Linked DNA regions of Hordeum vulgare: all the other regions are linked to region 1. The links are chromatin contacts, called in public Hi-C maps. All regions are on one chromosome and are shown on one strand. Each heading gives the region's core, a stretch centred on a gene start, on an enhancer-like site or on the middle of the called end of the contact. The rest is flanking DNA. Distances are from core to core; before and after follow the strand shown.

Region 1 (3,005 bases), core at 225-2,724:
GCGGGAGAAAAACACTCCATAACACCAGGAGAACTGATATGTAGTTCTAATGATTTATCACTTGCGTCTAAGAAATGGCATGAACTTACGGTGGATAAAATCGATGGCTTGACAAATATCTTCGAGGGATGGTGCGAAGAGGTAGTCTCTTGTGGCAATCACAAGGTGATCAATCCCATGGGCCTGGAAAAAGAAGGTGCGTTACTCATCAGTACATATTTGTTTTGCTATAATTGAAAAAAAAACAGTAGAATGATGGGGGATGCCTGCAAATCAACCACAATATGGATGGAATTGCACTTATTAATTCAAATTCAAAATGCAAATAAAATCACACAACAATGGAATCAACTAATGTAAAATTTACCTGGTACAAGGACATTGGCACCAGAGTCTCATAAGGCTCATTCAATGTTACAACTCCCTGAACTCCAAGTTGCTTCAAACGTGGAACATCACTTGGGAAAGGAACGGCTCCTAGCAAAATACACTGCACATGGAGGTTGGACAAATTAGGCGGTCGGTCTTTGTAGCAGAGACAAGTCACAGTATACACATCAAAATACTAAAATGCGCAAAGCAAAAATCACAACACCTAAGAACAGCAATCAAGGCATGCTATCTAGGGATGCATGCGTCCTTTCAGCTTGGAGCGTCACTGCGCCAGAGGCAATCATGGAACCAGTCAAGCAGATGTAAACCTTATATAGAAGCCCCAAGTATAGATGGCACTACCCAAAAAGTATAGATGGCACCGAAAAATCCCTGATGAAAAACCGGTGCTCAAAAATCACACCCTTCACCAGTTTACAAAAGTGACATCCTATCATCCAATCCTATGAACGGCAGGTAGACCAATTTATCGAACAAGAATCGCTCAATACTACTCCATATGCATACACTATGGGCATATAATCCCAAACAAAGTACGTAATCAGGAAATCCGCTTAAAGGCAGGGTCAGCACCTGGTCGACGCGGTCCCACCACCGGAACTCGGCCTCGAATTGGTTGCGCAGGACGTTGTAGAGGAGCGTCGGGTAGAAGAGCACCCTGGCCCCGGCGCCGACGAGCGCGCGCTTGGCCCTCAGCCGCACGACCTCTCCGCCCCCGCCACCGGCGCAGGCCTCCTCCTGCTCCTCCCCCTCCACCGGCCTCCCGTCGCCGTCCCCCAGCTCGCGAATCCTCATGCGCCTCCCCTCCTCTCCCGAAACAGCCCGAGGCCCCGACCCTACGCGCCCGCCGGGACGCCTCCCGAAACCAGCAGATCCGCGGGGGGGCTTTGAGGGGGGAGGTTCGCGGATCGAGAGGCGTGGCGGCTCGGGCTTCTGCTCTGAGGAGGAGACGCGAGAAATGGGAAGAGTGTGGGCTGTGGGGACAAAACCTCAGGAGAAGGCTGCGGGGACGAAAACAGGTGGCGAGTCTGCTGAATCGGATCCAGGGGAGGTGGAGGGGGCTGATGGTCCGGGCTTTGGGTGGGTTGTTTGTTGGTTGGTGGGATTTATTGGTGGACAAAACGTGGGTGCGTTTATCTCCGCAGGTCCTTCCACGCTCGAGTAATTGCGCGTTTTCATCAGAAACAGTTCTGAGCAGCGTGCTCCTTTTCTTTCTTGGTAGTAGTAGGTGCAACAGATCTTCAAAGCTTTCTTCGTTACTCCATGTATGATGTGTGTTGTGTACACTCTAAAAGGACACAACTCCTATAAAAACATGTTATTTCCACAGAGCAATTACATGTATATTTGTAGTCTGGAGCGAAACCTTTGAAGGTGTTAACTTACGGAAAAAAAAGGCATTATCCTATCAAACGAGAAATGGTGCACTTGTAAACAATGCGAACAATTGGGCATGCTAAGCAAGCAATCTTCTTTTGACGAATTGTTTGCTTGAATGTCGCTAACAAGCTTATATGGTATTATCTTACCTGCAACTTTCATGATTTATTTTACCCAGAGCTTTTATGATTTTATTAACCGGGTGACAATTTCTTTTACAGGGATAATGGAGTGACGATAATTCTTCATATGTTCATTGACGAGCACGAGTCAAGAATAACACATCCACGAAAACATATAAAACTTCACACATCGGCGAGGAACAAGGCAAAGGGTTGTTGGTGACAAGGACTTGCATTTGACCTAGATCATATCCCCCATCAACGGAGCTATGGAAGCGTTCGGAAGAATGTAAAGTTGGCACCACAGAACGGATCATGACATTGCCTCACAGCTTACACAAGGCGCTCATGAACACTATACCAACCTAACCCGACTATATAAAAGTATAATATAACAAGAAAATAAAGACCAGTTCGAAAGCCACCTTGTAATAAACGGAGAGGGGCACGGAGACCATTACGGGAGAAGGAAAGGGTGCGGACGGGAAACCGCCTGCCTAATCGCGCACCAATAATCCCAGGCGCGGTGAAGCGCCCAGTCACCGCCCGAAACGGCCGGATTCTCGTCGGAGCCCAGCCGCGCGATTTCCCGCGTCCGGGAGCGAGAAAACGGCCGTTGGTTTTGGAGGGCCGTGGAACGAGTGGACCGCGGCGAGCTGGCGTCGTCAGTGGTGCTGGTGGGGCGTCACGCGGCTCGTATCGTACGCGTGCGCTGCCCCCTCGTCGCGCCGGCCGCCCGTTTCCTGCTTTGCTGTGGGCTCCACGTGGGCGGTGCCCGGTTGGACGCATCCTACTGTTCGATGATGCTGTGCGTGGGCGGTGGGCCCACGGCGGCTCGGGTCCTTGCGAGCGATCATGGCGTGTGTGGCCCATGTGCGTTGTGACTCTGGTGACTGGTGGGTCCGCTACACTATTTCACTCGGGTGACCGGTGGTCGGCAAGTCTTTATCCTTTTTCTTTGGGGCCTGCTACGCATCCACCGGTGGATGTTTACTAAACATTCACTACTTGGAGGACCGTTCGATCTACACATAACCATCGGATCTGTTCCGGTCAGGCACCCCATAATTCCTGAAATGATGGTCGAGTTGCAGAAACTTTCGCTTTGTT
Region 2 (3,005 bases), core at 347-2,846, 220 kb before region 1:
ACATCATCTTTGAAGATGATGTTCTTGATGATGAAACGGTTGGTCGTGTCGTCATCCTTAGCTGGAGATTGTCTTGATAAGAGTAGTCCACTTTAGATAGATATTGTCAGCTAGATAGCATCGATTGTTGTAGTGGTGGCATTGATCTCAACATCGACTTTCGGGCAACTGCCTTCTTCCGTCATAGCGAATACTAGAGAGCGCTGAAACACATTATATCGTTGTGAGATCCGATCATGCCAAAGAAAGAGTGCTAAATCCAGAGATCTTGTGAAGCAACGACCAAGTATGACACTGTAAGCACGGACATGGCCCTTATACTGCCCCTGCCAAGCAGAACGACAATTTTTACTTTGAACGCATGCAATTTATGCTATCAAGCATCCCTGGGACCCCGTGCTGGCATTTATCGCCAACAACCGTGTTGTATCATCGACAGTTGACTTTTCCAAGTACTCCAGCCAAACACAACTATGTAAGCCCTTCAGAACCTATACATGAACTCAAGGCAGGTGGACTCACTCATTCGTACATGCTCATTAATGAGATCAACGAAAACTCAGTATGCAAGCATCAGAATGGCAGTAGTGCATTTTTGATAAGAGGAGAAGCCCATCTTTCCAAAGGCATATGTCTTGCACTCGAAATAGTTATCGTGCCCCCCCCCCCCCACCCCATCCCAAATACGATAGAACACATGCCTAGCCATACAGAAACGACGTTGAAATATGTGATGTTTGAAGAGCGGGTTGGGGTTCTCAAAGTACTCGTTCCAAAGTAAGAAATGACCACTATTCCAACTGCGGTTTAACGCTGGCGTGTACCCCGGTATCGAGCACCTAAACAATGTACGCTGCATGCTTAGGTGGTCGTGGACGACCAATGTAGCTGCCACGATCTTCTCATCATTAGATGAAGAATCATCTGAATCCCAAAGAACATTGTAAAAAAGAACTCGTCGTCGGAATCCATTTGTACCTTGCGGGCAAACCGACGAACAACTTGCGGACGTCCTGGAAGAAGCCGGTCGGTGAAGAGCCTCACACCCTACCGAGGCAAGGTAGGAACTGGGTGGCGGCACAGGTAGATGAGGCGACCGGGAGGGTGACCTTTCTATGAACGAATGACTGACGGCATCGGCGGAACTCGGCGGCTACGGCGAGAGGTGGTTGGGGGGGGGGGGGGGAGTGAGTCGAAGACAATGGGAGAAAGAAAAAAGGGGCCTACGTGCCACCGACTGTCGGGTCGGAGGAAAAGGACAGGCGTCGTGCGCGTTCATTTCGTGTCTGGCCGACGAAATGCGGCCCAAATATTAATCAGGAACGAGAAACGGACGTGCGTCCGTTTAAACCACCACGTTGCACCGAGTTTTATATCCACGACGATTCAATCGGATACATGCGGATAGTCCGGTTGGAGTTGCTCCAACTTGCGCAACGCAAACACACCGGAACGGACCAACGGTGACGTCACCGACCTCGTGTGGCGCTCGCGTTCGGTTTCGTGGTAGTACGAGTACTAGTCAAAGCGCACTAGCACGACGCCGAGCGTTATCCCAAATTCCCAATCGCCTCAGCTGCGGCTCTATATATGTCCGCCCCCCCTGCCAGATTGTAGAGGTCGTGAAACAGAGCAAGCAAGAGCAACAGCAACAGCAAGCATATCTTCGTTACCCTTCTACTACTTGAGGCCCGCCCGTCCATTGTCTTACCAGAAGCCGAGAAACTTGCAACCATGGGCAGATCTGCTGGAGCTCCTCAGGTCCTCTCGGCGCACCAGGAAGACGAGGACCTGTTCGAGACCTCCTCCTCCTTCTCCTGCGACTCCGACGACGAGGCACAGTTCTCGGACGGCGAGGACCAGTTCGTGCCGGCCTCCCCGCCGGCGCGGCGACTGAACTCCGACGGCGTCTACGATCTGTCGTCCATCAAGGCCGAGCTCTCCGTCAAGTAAGTTCCTCAGGAAACACCTTCCTTCTTCATGTATCAACAGAGTAGCAAAATGGAAGTTTTTCCTGACCGTGCTGATCTTCTCTCTTTGCAGGAAAGGGGGGTTGTCCAAGTACTACGACGGCAAGTCCCAGTCCTTCGCGTGCATGTCGGAGGTGAGGTGCCTGGAGGACCTGCCCAAGAAGAGACCCTACAACAAGAAGATGAAGCCATGCCGGAGCCACGTCGAGATCGACGGTGACCAGAGAGCTTGCCCCGCGCCTGGTTCTAACAACAGCAGCAAGGTAGTCGCCAAGCCGACCTCCGGGAGCTCCTGCGCAAACCTGATGATGGCGCGGAGCGGCAGCTCCAGCATGCTCTACAGGCCTCCCGCCATCCCCGTCAACAAGAGCGCCTGCCATCAGTAGGGAGGGAGGGTTCGCGGTTGAGACTCAGAGTGTCTGTCCAGGGCTGGCTTCGCGTCTCTTCTTTGTTCCTTGAGGATGGGGATTTTTCTTGGCGGGCCTATTAGCCTGTCAAATGTAAAGAGGCTTCTGCATCCATGTTGTTCGAGAAGGAATTGATTGATCCAGTGTGTAAATAGAGAGACCAGTTGTATACCAAACATTCCTTCTGATTAACGAAGATTATCTGAGATCCGAATTCTGAGTGTCCAAGCCATGGTACATGATCTAAGATCATGCTGGTTATTTCTCAACATAACAAGGGGTACAAAGTAGCATGGCTAAAACAGAGAGCATCCCTTGGTTACCAGAGATTGAAGAATGTTTTACAGATATTCCCAGTGGAAAAAAGAATGGCGTGTCTCCACCGATTGCCAACCAACCAAAAAATGGCTCTGCCTGATGCTTTCAAGTGTTAAAACTCTTTGCGGGTACTGTGACTGTGACCACAACCCTGAATGATCTTGTCGATAGATGTTTGAACAAAACTTGTTATTTGGCAACAACACTGGGAAGACAAAACCCTGTCCCAGTGCGCCTTGGTGTCAGCGTCTGTTAGAAAGCGTAGTCATAGATGGCCTGCGCAACTCCATCTTCGTCATTGGTGGCGCCG
Region 3 (3,005 bases), core at 159-2,658, 170 kb after region 1:
CTGGAATAACTTGAAAGTTTATTTGGATGGCAGAGAGTAACATCGACATGGAACAAGGTGAAGATCACGGACAGAATGTGGGCAAGGCTGCTGTCTTCAACAAACCAGCCGAGCTTCCTGAGCGAGGAGGATATCATCGAGGCAAGAGAGGCCGAAAGGTTGGCCAATAGGCTATCTCTATCTGTTCCTGCGGGCAGCAGCGAGCACGGGGAGCATGCGAAGAAGTACTCTGGGTCGGTATTAGCAAATGGTGAGAAATAGTACCAGTAAAGTTTTCACTTTGGCAAATTTTCCATGGTTCCTGCGGTTGTACAGTAGCAACCGTTGCGGTCTGAGCCCTTGTTTCACACGGTTTTGCGTGTTGACACGAATCCTGCTGATGTAGAGTGACTAATAAACAGACGCTACTGTGGTGTTTTCATCATAACATGTGGAGGGCTCGAGTTAGCTGTGGCGGACGCCAAAATCTGCCCTTGCTAGTTTTCTCTTTCTTAAAGCAAATTCATACCCATATTCTTCGGTCGTTCTGAGAGACGGTGCAGGTGAAATGCTCATCGTGTCAATCGGTTTGCATTATACGGAGTACTAGTAGTTCCCAAGAAGCAACGATCGGCGCACGTTCCGTCCCTGCATCTCTGACCTGTGACGGCGATGTTTTGCCGTTGTTCGAAATTCCACCTCAGGCCGTGAGACCGTCGGCACTTGAACGGGACCTGGCCTCGGGCTCTCACGTGTTACCGGCGTCAGCGGGTCCGTATGATTCAGTTGTCGATGGTTTATCCTGTTTGACACCTTTACGTTTTGCATGAAGGCTCCGGCGATGCGCAAGGAGCACCCACGTTGACGTTGTCACCGCCGCACCAACCTCAGCCTGCCGCAGCCATTACGGTTGCCGCACCGTCGTCGTCCGCGGCAGCTGCCACGGACAGCGTGACGGTAATCGACTCCGATGAGGACGACAGCGACGCAACCGGGCCTCGGGAAGAGGAGCTGGAACGAGAGACCGGAGCATGGCAAGAGGCCGAGGAAGCTGACCGGAAACGGGAGGAGAGGCCTATGCAGCCGGAGACGCCGGAGCGTATGGCACCGCCGCCGGGAACCGCGTTGCACGCGGGTGCTGACGGTGACGGGACGGCGGCCGAGGACGTGGACGCGTTCAAGCCCGACGACGGCTGCACCACGACCCCGCCACCGCAGCAGGACGACCGCGTGGCGGCGAGCACGGGCGGCGAGCGGGCGGGCGTGGCCGCCGGCAGGTCGAGGCTGCTCGCGTTCCGGTCGTTCGCGCGGGGCAAGAAGGGCAGCAAGTCAGGGGAACACCTGCCGGCGCACGGTAAGGCGTGGGAGGAGGCCGGTGCGGACGACAAGGACAAGGGCCAGGCGAGGTGGACAAGGTTTTGGAAGTGAACGTGCCGTGCTGTCTGCCGTCGTGCCGTACGTGCGGCGAGTCGGAGTCAGCGTCGCGCGTCGCGGTGCGTTCAACCGTTGGGTGCGTTTTCATTGGTTTATAATAAACCCATGTTGTAAGAGCATCTCCAATAACACGTGTATATTTAAATGTTTATATGTTTATATAGATAGTGATTTTTTTTTTCATATACACGTCTAATTTTACAACAGAACGTTTATATATAAAATCTTTTTCCTATATTTTAATATTATTTTATAACTATCAATTCAACTATCATTTTATATCCTCCAATGGCTCTATTCCAACGGCTCTGTTTCAATGGCTCTATTCCAGGTCTATATATAACACCTATTCTCACATCTCTTAAATCATTCCACCTTGTGCTTCTCTGATCTCTCTTTCAAGTCTTGTGTCTTCTTTCCTACAACACAATGAGTGAAACAGAATTCGTTTTGGATATGCTCATGAATTCGTCGTCTCGCCTTCATGGGACGATGACGAACTAATTCTTGCAGCATTTGCGGAGTGCAAGGAGGAAGAGGAGGCGAATGCTCGACGTCACGGCGGTTCGACGCTGGGGCGGCGATATTTGTATCACGGAAGAGATGTCGGATTTGTTCTACTCTGGAATGACTACTTCAAAGAAAATCCAACCTTTTCCGAAAGTTATTTTCGTCGAAGGTTAGTATTACAACATTATTCTCTATCTGCCTATTTGTCATCTCCCTATTTCATATTTGTTTATTCACACAGGTATATAATGTCTCATAATTTGTTTAATCACATAGCTGAAGCAGTACTTGAGCATGATAGTTATTTTAAGCAAAAAAGAAATTCTGCTGGAGCTCTTGGGTTGCATCTTGTACAAAAGATGACAGCCGCAATGCAACTACTAACTTATGGATATGCTGTTGATGCCGCGGATGAGTATTGTCGCTTAGGAGAATCTACTAATCTAGCAACCTGCAAAAAGTTTGTGATAGCTATTTATGAAGTCTTTGGGGACCAATATATGAGATCTCCAAATGAAGAAGATACTGCTAGATTACTTGAGTTAGGGGAGCAAAGAGGTTTTCCTGGTATATTAGGATGTATAGATTGCATGCATTGGACTTGGAAAAATTGTCCTAAAAAATGGCATGGCATGTTTAAAGGTCGTGTGAATAAGCCCACAATGATTTCGGAGGCAGTTGCTTCGAAGGATCGTTGGATTTGGCATGCATTCTTTGGTTTACTAGGATCTCTCAATGACATAAATGTTCTTCAACATTCACCTGTGTTTGCAAAGCTAACCGAAGGTGAAGCTCCAAAAGTGAATTATACCATCAATGGTCATCCCTACACAACAGATGGTATATATCCATCATGGGCAACATTTGTGAAGACAATAGGAGCTCCACAAGGCAGAAAGACTACATTTCACCAAAAGACAAGAGGGAGCCAGAAAGGATTTGGAGAGAGTCTTTGGAGTTCTGCCATCCCGTTTTGCCACTGTGTTGTAGTTGGTGATGCCATGAAAGCTTGCATCATAATGCATAATATGATAGTTGAAGATGAGCGAGACAACGATCCATGAGACTACAACTACGACTCT

Evidence for each region. A called contact is a pair of places that touch in the nucleus more often than the background predicts.
Region 2: a Hi-C map of seedling shows a contact between it and region 1, with 2.1 times the contacts expected there. The contact joins the promoter of LOC123444364 here to the promoter of LOC123444362 in region 1. A contact is called at or near these places in 4 of 6 Hi-C or Micro-C datasets (leaf and seedling) and 1 of 1 datasets of contacts at active chromatin or transcription factors (embryo).
Region 3: a Hi-C map of leaf shows a contact between it and region 1, with 7 times the contacts expected there. The contact joins the enhancer-like site here to the promoter of LOC123444362 in region 1. A contact is called at or near these places in 2 of 6 Hi-C or Micro-C datasets (leaf and seedling).

Annotation. Positions count from the first base shown.
Region 1 is chr3H:477,922,202-477,925,206 of MorexV3_pseudomolecules_assembly, reverse strand. LOC123444362 (phosphatidylglycerophosphate phosphatase PTPMT2-like) reads right to left here and starts at 1,474. Exons shown (of 6, transcript XM_045121052.1): 1 at 967-1,474; 2 at 368-490; 3 at 90-183. The coding sequence starts at 1,188.
Region 2 is chr3H:478,142,491-478,145,495 of MorexV3_pseudomolecules_assembly, reverse strand. It overlaps LOC123444364, which reads left to right and starts at 1,596. Exons shown (of 2, transcript XM_045121054.1): 1 at 1,596-1,949; 2 at 2,044-2,591. The coding sequence starts at 1,735. The coding sequence ends at 2,356. It overlaps LOC123444363 (endoribonuclease YBEY, chloroplastic-like), which reads right to left. Exons shown (of 12, transcript XM_045121053.1): 12 at 2,545-3,005. The coding sequence ends at 2,948.
Region 3 is chr3H:477,748,279-477,751,283 of MorexV3_pseudomolecules_assembly, reverse strand. It overlaps the pseudogene LOC123444361. Among protein-coding and RNA genes, the nearest start is that of LOC123444359, 120 kb to the right of the region's middle. Within about 2 kb of position 1,408, at least 1 of the 3 cell types and tissues checked has open chromatin away from gene starts, as enhancers often do. A contact at or near this core is called in leaf, where this site is marked.